2 separate regions of the Mus musculus genome follow, and region 1 is linked to region 2. Evidence: chromatin contacts called from public HiCAR-type data. All regions are on one chromosome and are shown on one strand. The core of a region is the stretch at or near the end of the contact, and the rest is flanking DNA. Distances in the headings are between cores, read along the strand shown.

Evidence for each region. HiCAR-type assays count read pairs that join an accessible place to other places.
Region 1: a contact with region 2 is called in a HiCAR-type map of fibro-adipogenic progenitors, with 5 times the contacts expected there. The contact joins the enhancer-like site here to the promoter of Ccdc170 in region 2. A contact is called at or near these places in 1 of 39 promoter capture datasets (the C10 cell line), 3 of 115 datasets of contacts at active chromatin or transcription factors (embryonic fibroblasts, fibro-adipogenic progenitors and large pre-B cells) and 1 of 9 other capture datasets (liver).

What each region holds. Positions count from the first base shown.
Region 1 is chr10:5,085,280-5,087,979 of GRCm38.p6, reverse strand. Syne1 (spectrin repeat containing, nuclear envelope 1) reads left to right here. Exons shown (of 146, transcript NM_001347711.1): 126 at 1,187-1,312. Among named protein-coding and RNA genes, the nearest start is that of Gm51757, 240 kb to the left of the region's middle. Within about 2 kb of position 1,434, at least 42 of the 459 cell types and tissues checked have an H3K27ac peak or open chromatin away from gene starts, as enhancers often do. A contact at or near this core is called in embryonic fibroblasts and fibro-adipogenic progenitors, where this site is marked.
Region 2 is chr10:4,481,096-4,483,795 of GRCm38.p6, reverse strand. It overlaps Ccdc170 (coiled-coil domain containing 170), which reads right to left and starts at 1,281. Exons shown (of 11, transcript NM_001370992.1): 1 at 1,168-1,281. The coding sequence starts at 1,233.

The sequences.
Region 1 (2,700 bases), core at 185-2,684, 600 kb before region 2:
CAATACAACCCATATGGGAGAATTAGACAAAACAGGGTATTTACTTAACTGAATGCTATCTGACATCTACTAAGATACCTGATGATAATTAACTTACAAGTAGCGCTCTATAAAAAACAAAACAAAATCAACACTCAGCATGGTTCCTCTCACATTCCTTTTTTAAATTTTAGTTTAAGAATTAGACAAAAAATAAATGTGCCATTAAAAACTTGAGGTAGTAGTTGTGGTATGTTGAAATCACCCTTGTAGCACCTTCCCAAGTTGGCTGCCATTCCCAAGAGGCAGCCCCTGTTACCAGTTTGGTGTGTCACGTTTCCAAATGGGCAGACACCAGGCATAATTTTCCTTGACTTCAATCAGGTATCCAACATGCACGAGGCTGTCATTCTCGGCCACATATCCTGCGTCAGTGTCACAGCATGTGTCACGAGACAGATATTTCTTCCAGTTCCTGCTGAGTAGGTGTTTCAGGGTTAACACATAACTCTTCCAGACATATTTCAGCACAAGCCAAGGGAAGCCAGACAGACACCATGTCTGTAATACCTGCGGTTCTTGTGTGCTTGCACACCAAATGTGGGTGGTTCATACTATGCCTAGAGCGAATCAGAGTTAAGATTATATCATCTTTACATTCTGTCTTTCTCTTACTCCTGCTTGTTTGGATTCCAAAAAGATGCGTTTTGTCTCATTGCGTTACAGCCCCGTGGTACATTTGGGAGCAAGTAGATACTCAGGGCTCTTGTGTGTGAATAGGGAGAGAGACAGGAACGAGATGACTTTCCCACTCTGCCCAGTGTTTGATTCGGACTCCATGTTTAAATATCCAAAGTTAAACATTCTTTGGATATTGTGCTTGCTTGGTGCCCTGATAGCCATTGCTGACATTAATTCTTCCACAACTGTAGAATTTACTTCCATTTTCTCAAGAAAAGTGTATTACCACATGCTTCATAGAGACAAACAGCCAAAGAGTCACAGAGTCAAGTTGAACTGAACTCTTATGATGATAAAGACATGATGATGTTCAAAATGGCAGTGAGTGTGGACCTGCCTTCCCACAATTCACTGGTATAATTATATCCCTGGCAATTAAAGCAAATATTTATTTTCATTTTATAGTTTTGCAATTTCTCACCAAAAAAAGAAAAATGTATACAATTTATTTCTCCTCTATTGATAGGACTGGGAAAAATGTGAGAGAGGGATAGCCAATTCTCTGGAGAAGCTCCGAATGTTCAAAAAGAGGTTATCTCAGCCTCTACCTGACCACCATGAGGAACTTCATGCAGAGCAGATGCGGTGTAAGGTACAGTAACTGGATGGAGACTGTCTGCATTGCCTTCGTCACGTACTTCTGCCTGTGAGGTCATATCTCAGCGAGACTCCCAAGGGAGCCCATGAGTGTGTGAGGGCCTGGGAGAGCCCGTTAGGGTAGCCTGCACTTTGACGAGAGACTTGTTTTGCTGATTTAATGCAGCTGCAGTTTATGGGTGACTTAGAGGAAGGGAATGAAAAGTTTAAGACACAACATAAAAAATATTTAAAGGCTGAGTCAAGAACAATAAATAGCTGTCTTTCTGAAACACCCCCACTGGGGAATCATTCTAATGAAAGTCTATTTGATGGAAAGAAGGACAGGGTTGACATCTTGAAAAATCTGTGGACTGTGGCAGAGGAGCATACCCTACCTGCTAGGTCCCTCTGTACAGGAAGAAAAAAAAATAGCTGATATCTATCAAAGCAAGAAGTCACCCAATCCTTAAATCCTTCAGGGTAGAGCCACTTAAGGACTATGGCCGCCACTTCCAATCTTAGTTGTGATCACCTCCCCTAATTGTCCTGGGAAGCAATCAGCAGTAACAGAGACCACGCCCTGGTCGACAAGGTCACGAAGACCAGCATGATCTGACTTAGTGGCTGTAAGATTTGTGCACACGGTGTAGCCAAGTTGAGTGCTGGGCCAGCACTGAGTCATATGCTGATTGCATCAAAAGTAACTTCACAAATGCTTTTCTTTCCCTGTGTGTGCTCAGTCATGCTTACATTACTGCTTTCTGATAATCCTGGCTAAAAAGATATAAGAGACACTCATGGAAATTAAAAGGTGATTTACAGTGCACCAAAGATGATGAATAGAATATCCATCTCTGTATATTACCCTAAGATGCATGTGAAGGTTGGCTGATGTGGTGGCATTAAGAATCTAAGACAGGAAGACCCTGAGTTCAAACCTGGGAGACATAACAAGTCCCTGCCTCAGAAGAAAACTATGTGAAGACTATGAACACTAAAAGGAGCTAATTTTAAACTTATATTGTTAATTTACTAAATGAATCATCTGATGGAATGGGTGTGGTCTAATACCAGGTCACACACCCCAAAACACCATATACCAGTTGTATCTCACGTGGCATGGCACAAGCCCATGGGAGCATCATTATTTCCTTTATGCTAGATGAGAATATGGAAGATTCTAGAATACCATTAATGTTTCACATTAATAATTGACAGATTTGTCTAAAGTTAGAGACTGTATTTTAGCCACACTGCCTTAGCGAATGGGCAGAGTCTAAACCAGTGGACTTGGGTTCGGATGGTAGTGTTACTTGTGTGCATATGTGTGTGTGGAGTGTGCCTGAGTGTGCTTGTGTGTGTGTGTGTGTGTGTGTGTGTGTGTGTGCGTGCGTGTTTTCT
Region 2 (2,700 bases), core at 32-2,531:
GTGGTGCATGTCTTTAATCCCAGCACTCGGGAGACAGAGGCAGGCAGATTTCTGAGTTCGAGGCCAGCCTGGTCTACAAAGTGAGTTCCAGGACAGGGAGGGATATACAGAGAAACCCTGTCTCGAAAACAAAACAAAACAAAACAAAACAAAACAAAAAGATATGCAAATGACAATCACATGCTTATATATGACCCAGCCATCTTAATTCACAGAGAATAGAGACTACATTAGGATAAAATATAAAATTATCAGGGAATGAAACTAGTTTGTTTGTTTGTTTGTTTTTGGTTTTTCCAGACAGGGTTTCTCTGTACAGCCCTGGCTGTCCTGGAACTCACTCTGTAGACCAGGCTGGCCTTGAACTCAGAAATCTGCCTGCCTCTGCCTCCCGAGTGCTGGGAGTAAAGGCGTGTGCCACCACTCCCGGCATAAAACTAGTTTTATTTACATATCACTGTACTTACTGGTTTCCCACAAATAAGTGAAGAAGCAGAGAAACGTAGAAGTGTAGGGAGGGGATAGCCAAATGTGCTGAAAAACTGAATTCTCATAGAATGTTGGAGAATCCAACCTGCGTTTTAAAACTAATTTTGTTAAGAAGATACATATGGTGGATATGCCCTGAGACCCTTCCCAGGTTAGAGGGGCAGTACGTGTACACACACACACACACACACACACACACACACACACACACACAGGGGTAAGAGGTTGAGGGGAAGGGTTCGAGGATCCCTGAAGAAGACTCCAGACAGGTCCAGAACTTGCCTACTTCTGTGTGACACCTGTAAGTCCCCCAATGCCAAGTATGGTGTAGGAGTAATTAAGCACGCTTGCTGTTTGGGAACGATAAGCAGTCTACAGGCCTTGAGAGGCCCAGGGCTAATCCTGCCACCTCTAAATTAGAAAGACACTGCTCTAAATCGAAAATTAAGTTCAGTGGAGCAATCCCTTTGTTCCCTGGGGATAGGGCGGAGGAGGAACCGCAGGAGAGGCTACTCTGTGGAATTTAGCCAATCTTAGTGGTCAGAGTGGCACCACCTCAAGGCCTGCCATTTCTGACCACTGCCCCTGTGGGAACTGAGCTGCTCCAATCCCACCCAGGACACTGTGCAAACAGAAGATGCCCGCGCCCCTCCCAGGCAGCAGCTGCGGGAACTCTACCTCTGGAGGTGAGGAGTTGCAGGGACATTCCGGACTCCCGGAGCCCAAGGAGCTGCTGTGGCTCATGCTGGCTGGGTCGGGAGATGCTGCTGGGACCCAAGATGCAGGAGCACTGTGAGCGCACAGATTTCCGGGCATGGGTGCGTCTCCTGGAGCAACAAGTAAACAGAACTGGAGGCGGTGCCTGTTGCCTGCACTAGCCAGTGGCCAAAGCCTCCTCTGAGACCCGCAGGCCACAAGGCAATTATCCCTTAGAGGCAAGTCCTCCTAGCTACCAAGGACTCTTAGGGAGAAAGATCGCTCTTAAGGGGGAAGGAACACACTACCACTGTAAATGCAAACAGCAGGTTTTAGACGGTGCTGGAGACTGAATCCAGGGCCTCAGGTATGTTAGGCAAGCACTCAAACAACGGAGCCACAGGTTCATCCAATCTTAGCTTTTTGTTTGTTTGTTTGTTTGCTTGCTTGCTTGCTTGCTTGCTTGCTTGCTTGCTTGCTTTGCACAAGAGTGTGCATGCACTTTGTACCCGAATCTGCAAAGCATGTGGCCTGCCCTGGTGAGTGAACGTTCTTTTCTCATCTCGCCTTCTCAACAAGTCCACCTAGAAGCACAGATGTGGCAATGCCTTGCTGGGTAACCCCGTGGCTTCTTGCGACATCGACATCCTCGTAGGTGGGTGGCCTTTCACCAACAGTTACAAGTGGTCCCCCAGAGATTTGGAAGTGAATATTAGAATAATCCATTTTCCAAATAAGCCAATGGTCACAGTGGGATAAAGCAAAAGCCAAGGACACACAGCTGCCAAATGGAGGAGTGAAGATATCCCACAACAGAAAACCAAGTTGGGCGGAGGAGTTTGCCTTAGTAAGAGAAACTAAAATTGTTCCCCCGCAGTCACATTGCTTGAAAGCCCTGGGGACATTTGTAATGCTGGAAACTTACAGGAAATCAGGACTGAGGCTGCCTTTCTTAGATTCCATCCATCCATTCTAGAAGCATCCATTGCTGGCTCTCCGGGTTGCATGACCTTGACAGTGGTTTCTTTGTTTGTTTTTTAACTTTTTGAGGGTTTTGTACAAGTATATATTTTATGCTTAGCATAACTCCTCTCCTAGTACACCCCACTATCTTTTCTGTCCCCCATGAGGCCCCTTTGCCCTGTAGACAGTTTCTTCTACTTCTATATCACACATATATACATGATTTACACACACACACACACACATGTAATCTAGCAACTACAAATGAGAGAAAATGTGTCCTTCTGGAGCTGGCTTAATTCACTTGTTGTAATTATCTTCAGTTGCATCCATTTTTCTGCATTTTTCATTAAAACTGAAAAAAAATCCATATGTGTGTTTGTGTGTGTGTAAATAGATATATATGCCACACATTCTTTATCAGCCCTCTGTTATTGAATACCTAATAATTTAAACCCTGTGACTAGTTCTGCAAACACAGCTGTGCTGTCTTAATTGACACATTAGAGCCATGCTTATTTATGGGGTGCCGTACACGACCTCACAGTGCCT